2 separate regions of the Sus scrofa genome follow, and region 1 is linked to region 2. Evidence: chromatin contacts called from public Hi-C data. All regions are on one chromosome and are shown on one strand. The core of a region is the stretch at or near the end of the contact, and the rest is flanking DNA. Distances in the headings are between cores, read along the strand shown. Region 1 holds the start of TIMM50 (mitochondrial import inner membrane translocase subunit TIM50). Region 2 holds the start of GMFG (glia maturation factor gamma).

Region 1 (4,518 bases), core at 1,490-3,989, 130 kb before region 2:
ATGTGTCTGGTGACAGGACAGCCCAGCTCTCCTCAAGCACCCCCACCCACCCAGGATTCCCCTCCCCATCTGTCTCTGACCATCTGCTCCTTAGCTGAGGGGCCTGGGAAGGGGACTGGAGTTTTGCATGCCCCTCCCCCAAGCCACCCACCTGCTGATTCCCCCACATCCTGACTGGGCGGGAGTGGGGTGGGGGGGGTGCACCAGATGGGGAGAGCAGAGTAGGGAGGGTCAGGGAACCCCAGAATCTGTGCTTGTTTACTCACCATTGTCGAATTCATCAGGAATCTGGGAGGTAGAGAGAATAATGGAAGGTTTGAGATGGCAGAGGCAGAACCCCATCACACCCAGAAAAGGAATCACCAGGGCCCCGGGAAGAGTAGGCAAAGGTCTCTGCGAGGGAGAGGTTCACCCCAGACCAGAAATGAGCCTGAACAGACCAATCGGGAGGAGACCCACAGGATAGACCCCCGGTAAGTCGTCTGAGTCTCTCTGCTACTCACCTTGGCACCATTTTCATCCACAGAGTTGTTTCCTGCAAGGAAGATAGTGATGAATGAGGACTGAGGCTTGGTCTCCTGGGTTTTAAGGGAGGAAGGGGGCAGGGGGGCTACTCCTGGGTCCTGATGAAGAGGGCTAGAGGCATTGTCTCCTGAGAGAGGAGGGGGCTCTTCGCCAGGATTCTTGGGCCTCTGAGACAAAAAGGGCTGGGGCAGGGCCTTTTGGGTCTCTGAGGAATGAATGAAGGGACTAGGGGAAGGTCTGGGGTTTTGAGTGCTGAGGGAAGAGGTAGCTTAGGAAGTTAGTTCAGGCCTATCCTCCCTCTTCTTCCAACTGACTCCCTGTAGTTTAGGGCAAGAAACAACTAGAAAGAGTAGAACTTTGAGGAGAACAGTGGGAGACCACCCTCATTTCCTAGTTGGCTGCCCTACTGAGGGAGGAGCCAGGGAACACAGATGGGTGAAGTCTTTAGAAGAAACGGGGAGGTTTGTTCTGCAGTAGAACAGAGGGTCGACAAGAAAACTGGTGGACAGGCATATGTCTCTCACCGAAGATATAGACGATGCTCACGGTCCCACCAGCCCCGAGCAGCCCAGCAAGCCAGAGTGCGACTTTTTTGGCATAGCTGGGACCCTCCGAGCTCCTCTGCTGCTGTGGCCCCTGGACCTGGACCTTAGTGCCTGCTCGGCTCCCGATCTCTGCAGTCTGCAATTGAGAGGGGGTAGGTTGGCCAAGAGAGGGGAAAAGTCAGGGTGGTTTGGGTACCCTGAACTGAGAAGAATCAAGGTTGGAAGCCAGAAAGCAGACACCCACATGGCCTCCGGAGTTGTGTTCCTGCCTGGAGCCAAGATTCCAGGGGTTCAAGAGTTGACAGGCTAGGTGCCCAGGATCCTAAAGGCAAAAGATTGGAGACCCTGAAGAGGGGAAAAGCAGGGCAGGGAGATGAGATCAGGGAGTCCGTCTGCACACTGGGATTCCTAAAGCAAGGCAATGAAGGACACACAAGGGGACAGGACGGGGAGTAGGGTCATCCAGATGTCTGGGGCTCAAAGTAGCAGGATATGGAAGGGAAGGGATAGGAGCGAGGCTGGAGGAGCAATAGCTTCTCTGGGGCTTGGAGAAGTAGGGCACGTAAGTGAAAGACCTGGAGATCAGAATGGCTGGGTCTCCGTCAAGATGGAGAGAGGTCAAAATCAGAAGCTCCAACATCTACCTCTCCACCACACCCCTCTCAGGGAAAATACCCTCAAGGCCACGCTGGGACTCGACCTTCCCGGGCCCCTCCCCCTCTAGTATTACCTAGGGCGGCCAAGACGGGAGAACAGGTGACCCCCCCACCCCCACCCCGGGCGCCCACGTGGGGTCCAGAGGAGGTAGGATCCAAAGGACGCACTTGAGCCCCTAAGCATCTAGCCCGGGGAAGCAAGCGCCGCCTACCCGGGGAAGCAGGGAAGAGACCCAAAACGCGGGCGGCGTTCCATTCAGCACCCTGAGGTGCTGTGTCCCAGAGCCTCTGGGCGGCAGCGGCCCGCCTGGAACTCCAGGAAGGAGCCTCCGCACCCGAGGGCCACCCCAGTCCAGCTCACCTGGTCTGGGGCCCGGGGAGGCGCCGTCGCGAGCCTCGCGCACAGCCCCCGCGCGCCTTGCAAGAGCCCGCTCCGCAACCGCAAGAACAGCCCCGCCGAGGCCGCCATCTTGCGCTGACGCCACGAGGCCCCGCCCACTCGTCCCCCCCCCCTCCTCCCCGCCCCGGGCCCGCACCGCAGCCAATAAGGGTGCAGGCGAGAGGCGGGTGGACGGGAGCCCGAGAGAGACAAAAGGCTTCGGGAGCACTGCAGCGGGCGCGCTCACCCCCAGTCACTCTTTTGCCGCCTGGGGCAAGCCAACCAGGAGAGTCAGCCGGCACCACGCCTCCCTCCAGACGGAGGGCGTTCCACCGCCCCTGCCGCAGAACAGGGCAGACACCCGCTGCTCGGAGGTCAAGCTGAGGCCCTAACCGAGGGATCCAGTCTGTGGCTGCTTGATTTGTCCTAACAGCCAAAAGTCAGGAGCGGGCCCCTCCTCCCATGAGCTTCCTATAAACGGTCTGGAAAGACAGTCAGTTTCATATGGAGGCTCAGCGAAAGAGAACAGTCGCCCTGTCTGGTGGGCTTCGAGTATTGAGAGGAAATCCATGAATCAGAGGCTACAGGAGCCACAGTAAATCTCCCTCAAATTATTTTCAAGGGAAAAAGTCATGCTGGTTTTTTTGTTTGTTTGTTTTGTCTGCCTTTTCTAGGGCCGCTTCCGCGGGATATGGAGGTTCCCAGGCTAGGGGTCGAATAGGAGCTGCAGCCGCTGGCCTACACCACAGCCACAGGAACGCGGGATCCGAGCTGCGCCTGCAACCTACACCACAGCTCACGGCAACGCCGGATCCTTAACCCACTGAGCCAGGCCAGGGATCGAACCTGCAAGCTCATGGTACCTAGTCGGATTTGTCAACCACTGCGCCACGACAGGAACTCCAGTCATGCTGTCTATATAGGCTTTTTTTCCTCCTCGCCTGCAGCATGCAAAGGTTCCCAGCCACGGATTGAACTTTGGGATGGTAGAAGCAACCTGAGCCTCAGCAGTGACAACACCGGATCCCTACTTAACCTATTAACTCCGTTATGTAAACTTAAAAGAACACTTAAAGCCACCACACAACATTTAGGGATAAATACTAAGGTAGTAAAAGTACCGATGTTAGGAAAAAGACACAGGATTCAGGGCTGTGATTACCTCTGGAGGAGAATGTACTGGGTGTGCCGCTAAAGTGGATCCTTCCTATCAGGTTCCTAAGCAGAGTGGTGGGGACATGGGTGTTCTTGGTGGATCTTTTTGAACAGCTCAACATTTTAATTTTTTATGGCCACATCCACAGCATACGGAAGTTCCCCAGGCCAGGGAATGAATCCCAGCCACAACTGTAACCCACCCCTAGCTGGGGCAACCCTGGATCCTTTAACGACGGCCACAGCTGGGTACAGATCCCCACCTCTGCAGCGACCCAAGCTGCTACAGTAGGATTCCTAACCCACTGTGCCACAGCGGGAATTCCCTCAACTATCTTATAATACATTTTATATTGCATTTGCAAAAAGACCTGTGACTATCAAATGAGGAAAGTGAAGGAGTCAGGTACTAAGCCCCGTTTGCCACACTGCTCCTCATTCCCATGCCCAAGCTCTTAGACAAGCTACAGCAATGCTGGCATCACTGCTGATGGGCTCAAGAGAAAGGACCATCAAATGCTGCACCATAGGAGGAATCTGTTTCCAATTTAATATTAACCGATTTTTACTTCACTCAAGCATGAGACTCAAGCATAAGACTCAAGCATAAGACGGAACTTTGTCAATTACATGACAAGCTCTGTTCTAATAATCTCTTTCCAACATCTTACACATTCAAGAGCCCTCAGGGTAGGGAGTATCATTTTCTAGATGAGAACACTGAGGTTTATGTAGACAGTAGACTGTTACTTACCTAAGACCACACAAGTAAGTGGGGTCTGCAAATGACCCTCCTCACAAACTGGAACACACGCCCACACACGCCCGACTTTTGACCAAAGAGCTTTTTATTAAAGACCATAACACAAAAGCAAGCCGAGGAAGGTGGGGTACAAGAAGGTGGGGACCCTCCCCCAGACTCTACTCTGATTCCCATGAATAGGGAGGAAGATAGGAACCCATAAATGAAAATAAAAGAAATCCTGAACAATCAGGCTAACCCTGCTCCAGGCCCCAGATCCTGTGTCAGAGCCAAGGGCCAGGGGAGGAAGGAGGGACACTCTCCATCTGCCAGACATGTGCCAGAGTCCACCCTGCCTGTCTCAGGCCTCCAGGAGCTTCCCCAGGAAGCGGAGGTTGAGGATCTTGAGCTGTTCATCAAGGTCCATGCGGACAATGCCATCCTCGCCATCAATGCTCAGCAGGACACCTGTGGCTTCCCGATCCTCACCCAGGATCACCTTCACCTGGGGCGGGG
Region 2 (4,882 bases), core at 109-2,608:
CTGGGAGAGGGTCGAGCAAACTGGGAGGAGAAATTGGAGGCAGCAAGTGTGGACAATATTTTCAAGAAGTTTTGCTGAAAAGGGAAGGAAATGAACGGGCAGTGGCTGGACGGAAGATAGGGTTTGTCGTTTCTAAGGTGGAAGAAATGACATCGCCTGTGGACTGAGGGGAAAGCTCTAGCAGAGATGAGGACCCTGGGGGCACGGGGAGAGGGAGAGCCTCGGCACCAATGCCCTTGAGGGGGTGAGAGACAGGGTGGGACCCAGAGCTGGAGCAGAGGGGACAGGAAAGTTCTGCCCGCTGCTATGGAAGAAGCCAGCACAGCGGGCCGACGCCATGGGGCTGGGTCCTGTGAAAATTCTCTCTGGTTTGCTTATATTTTCTCATGGAAATACACAGGGGTTTCTCATAAATTACTTTCCTTTTATTTCTCCTTTATATCACATTTAGAACACTATACTGTCTTGGGGGGGATTTATGTCTATAAGTAGGTTACATTATCTAGGAATTTCATTTCAGGATGAGAACAGGGTGAAGGGGGGCAATAAAAATGCTCTTAATCAAAAAGGAGGTACTGGGAGTTCCTGTCCTGGCTCAGCAGAAATGAATCCGGCCAGTATGCATAAGGATGCGGGTTCGAACCCTGGCCTTGCTCAGGGGGTTAAGGATCTGGCGTTGCCGTGAGCTGTGGTGTGGGTCACAGACATGGCTCGGATCTGGTGTGGCTGTAGCTGTGGTGTAGATCGGCAGCTGTTGCTCCAATTTGACCCCTAGCCTGGGAACCTCCATATGCCGCAGGTAGCGGCCCTAAAAAAAGAAAAAAAAAAAAAAAGAGAGAGAGAGAGAGAGCGAAACAAGGTACTGGTCTGACAGGACTGAACGTCATTGTTGTAGGGCCCATTATAAGGCCCATGAGGTTGAATAATTGCAGGAAAAAATTCACAATTACCTGGGGCACCGTGGTGATCCCTCTCTATCTTCCATATCCCCATCAGTATTGTAAGTGGCCATTTGACCAGGAAACATCTCTAAGCTCCCCCTTTCAGCTCTGGAATTGAAATAGTCCAGATGAGGGAAATCCAGGAGGCCTTCCTGGAGGAGGGACAGAGCTAAAGAATTCATCATTACCTACTGCCTAATGAATGTGTCCACCATGCTGGGAGACATGCGAAGCTATTTTATCATGAATCAGAGAGGTGAAGTTACTTAGCTAGGGTCACACAATAAGGCAGCATCCAAACCCAGTCGGGGTGATTGCAAAGCCTGGAAGGTCTGAGCACATGAGGGGAAGGAAAGAGGGGGAGGAGCCCTCTGTGACAGTTGCCCAGAATGGGCATAAACAGGATGTGGTGTTGGATGAAACCTTCCCCCTACCCCACACCCCGCCCCCAGTAGCCCTGGTCGCCACCCCTAGAAGATAGCGGAACCCAGAAAAGAAGAGGCTCGTGGACAGAAAAGTCATGGTCAGGGGCCAGGGTCTATGGGAAGGGCTAGGGGCTGGAGTGGGGCTGGGGCTGGGAGGATGCCTGGGTGAAGGTCAGGCCGAGGAAGGGAGGTCTGGCGGTGGGGGTCCCACTGTGACAAAGGCCCTGGCTGGGGGAAGAGAGATTGCAGTTCTGGGTTCAGTCCCAGGCAAGCAGATCCCTGGGTCTCCCTGGGCGTTTCCTAAGGGCACCTGCCGAGAAGGCCTGAGCCCAGCCTCTGCTTTGCAAGGAGCAGCATCTCCCCTGAGGAAAGGCTGCCTTTCCCTAATGCTCACGAAGGCAAGCTATGAGCTATCAGGGCCTCCTCTTCATTGCTAGTTGGAGAAACCGATGTTCGGGGAAGGGGGCAGGGCTGAGGCCAGGCGACTCTGCTCTTACTGGGCTCCTCCGGCAGTCCGACTCCCTGGTGGTGTGCGAGGTGGACCCAGAGCTAAAGGAAAAGCTGAGGAAATTCCGCTTTCGAAAAGAGACAGACAACGCAGCTATCATAAGTGAGTGTCATCTTCCCCCGGAAGGATTGGGAGTGGGGACATGCGTTAGGGCTGGGCTAATGTCACTGATGGAAGGCAAGGGTATCTAACTCCTGTGTGCCATCCCTCCCCAGTGAAAGTGGACAAAGACCGGCAGATGGTGGTGTTGGAGGAAGAATTTCAGGTGAGGGGTGGGGAGGGAGGTGGCAATGGGACCCCTGAGAAATGCAGGGTGGAACCAGGAGACCCAAGGGGCTGTGACTAAAAACCTGGCATTGGGGGCCAAAAAGACCTGAGGTCACATCCCAGCTTAGCTATGACCCTGGGTGAGAGACTTGGCCTCTCTGGGTCTCTGCTTCCTCATCTGTGAAAAGGGGATAATGGGACCTTCCTCTTAGTGTTGTCTGGGGATTCAGTGATTTAATCCTGGTAATGGGTTTAGAAGAAGGCAAGTGTCTTAACACCTCTGACCTCAGTTTGTTCACCTATAAAATAGGGGTAATTATAGGACCTACCTCTCTGGGTTTGGGGAGAGGCCAATGAGTTAGTCCATGTGTGTTTCTTGGACCAGCGCCTTGGCACATAGGAAGTGTTCATTGAATGCCAATCTTGCTTCCTCTATTCCTCCCTAACCCCTACAGAATATTTCTCCGGAGGAACTAAAAATGGAGTTGCCAGAGAGACAGCCAAGGTATGGGGGGTGGGGGAGGAAGGGGAAGGTCAGGCCGTGGGGAGTGGGGTGATGATGCAGGAACAGACTGAAGGACCATTTGGGTTTCAGTCCTATTCACAGGCTCAGAATCTATATGTTTAAGGTCAAGTGTTCCTACCCTAGGACTTTGGGTTTGTATACTAATTAAAAAAAGATTTTTTTTTTCATTCTTAGGGAGTTCCCATTGTGGTGCAGAGGAAACGAATCCGACTAGTATCCATGAGGATGTGGGTTTGATCCCTGGCCTCACTTAGTGGGTCGGGGATCCGTTGTTGCTGTGAGCTGTGGTGTAGGTCGCAGACACTGCTCAGATCCCACATTGCTGTGGCTGTGGTGTAGGCTGGCAGCTGTAGCTCCAATTTAACCCCTAGCCTGGGAACCTCCATATGCCATGGGTGTAGCCCTAAAAAACCAGCAAAAAAAAAATTTATTTTTATAAATAAAAAATGCCTTTGAGGAGTTCCTGTCGTAGCGTGGTGGTTAACGAATCCGACTAGGAACCATGAGGTTGCGGGTTCGGTCCCTGCCCTTGCTCAGTGGGTTAGGGATCCGGCGTTGCCGTGAGCTGTGGTGTAGGTTGCAGACGCAGCTCGGATCCTGTGTTGCTGTGGCTGTGGCGTAGGCCGGTGGCTACAGCTCCGATTAGACCCCTAGCCTGGGAACCTCCATAGAGCGGCCCAAGAAATAGCAAAAAGACAAAAGAATAAAAAATAAAAAAATAAAATGCCTTTGAAAGCCAGTGTATATTTACATTTACACACACCTCAGTTTGGGGGCGCCATTTTTTTCTTTTTATGGCCATGCCTGCAGCATATGGAAGTTCCCGGGCTAGGCATTGAGTCGGAGCTGCAGCTGCAGGTCAACATCACAGCCACAGCAACTCAGCATCCTTAATCTACTGAGTGAGGCCAGGGAACGAACCCGTGTCCTCCATGGATACTAGTCCGGTTCTTAAGCCGCTGAGCCACCCTAGGAACTCCTGTGTGCTAACATTTTATTACAGAATTGGACACTAATAGTCATACATGATGTTAGAATTTGCTTTTTTTTTTTTTTTGTCTTTTTAGGGACGCACTTGTGGTATATGGAGGTTCCCAGGCTAGGGGTCAAATCAGAGCTGCAGCTGCCGGCCTACACCACAGCCACAGCAACGAGGGATCCGAGCCTCATCTGCGACCTACACCACAGCTCATGGTAACGCCGGATCCTTAATCCACTGAGATAGACTAGGGATTGAACCCATGTCCTCATAGATACTAGTCGGGGTCATTACCACTGAGCCATGATAGGAACTCCCCAAAACTGGTTTCTTTAGATTTTTCATCTTGACCGGGGTGAATTTTAGGTGCCCTAGGACTTTGAGCCTCAATACCAGGCTCTAGATCTCAGCCAGCACCGCTTCCTGGGCATCTGACAAGTGCAGTCACACAGGGCCCCATACCCAGAAGGGAGCCTCGAATGTGGGGCTTGATGCTGCACAGCTGTCCACTGTGTTGCAGTTCTTTACTGTTTTATCTCTCAGTCTGCATTTTGTGTGAAGTCTGATGGGACAGTGGAGCATGTGCTGTGGGCTTGGAGCCTCCCTCAGCTCACACGTGCCCCCACCTCTAACCCTGCTGGGTTCTCAGCTACCCCCTCCCTGCAGGCCCGGTGATGGCTGCTGCCCTCTGCCCCAGGCCAGGGGCCTGAGTGCAGATTCAGGGAGAGGCAGGCTCAGGGTCAGCACCCACCGCCTGTGTGGCAAGTTCCAGGTGTGCCTCTGAGCATCTCCACTCCCCACCCTGGTGCGTGTCCTTATGCCCACAACAGCATGACTTTAAGTAGCAAAAAAGGTTTTTTTGGCTACACCTGTGGCATGTGGAAGTTCCAGGCCAGGGATGGAACTTGTGCCACAGCAGCAACCAGAGCCACTGTGGTGATGAAGCCAGATCCCTAATCTGCTTAGCCACTAGGGAACTCCTTTAAATACCAAATTTTATTTTATTTTATTTATTTAATTTTTTTGGTCTTTTCTGGGGCTGCACCCATGACATGTAGAGGTTCCCAGGCAGGGGTCTAATTGGAGTTACAGCTGCCGGCCTACACCAGAGCCACAGAAATGCCAGATCCCAGCCGCATCTGCGACCTACACCCCAGCTCACGGCAACGCTGGATCCTTAACCCACTGAGCAAGGCCAGAGGTCGAACCCGAAACCTCATGGTTCCTAGTCCGATT

The links. Hi-C and Micro-C count contacts between places; a contact is called where the count stands out from the background.
Region 1: a Hi-C map of liver shows a contact between it and region 2, with 4 times the contacts expected there. The contact joins the promoter of TIMM50 here to the promoter of GMFG in region 2. A contact is called at or near these places in 1 of 47 Hi-C or Micro-C datasets (liver) and 1 of 2 datasets of contacts at active chromatin or transcription factors (alveolar macrophages).

What each region holds. Positions count from the first base shown.
Region 1 is chr6:48,124,691-48,129,208 of Sscrofa11.1, reverse strand. TIMM50 (mitochondrial import inner membrane translocase subunit TIM50) reads right to left here and starts at 2,739. Exons shown (of 13, transcript XM_021097543.1): 1 at 2,691-2,739; 2 at 2,248-2,373; 3 at 2,088-2,245; 4 at 1,050-1,206; 5 at 504-535; 6 at 267-288. The coding sequence starts at 2,739. It overlaps SUPT5H (transcription elongation factor SPT5), which reads right to left. Exons shown (of 32, transcript XM_005655822.3): 32 at 4,089-4,507. The coding sequence ends at 4,364.
Region 2 is chr6:47,993,808-47,998,689 of Sscrofa11.1, reverse strand. It overlaps GMFG (glia maturation factor gamma), which reads left to right and starts at 1,358. Exons shown (of 7, transcript XM_003133210.6): 1 at 1,358-1,464; 2 at 1,880-1,976; 3 at 2,090-2,139; 4 at 2,597-2,646. The coding sequence starts at 1,462.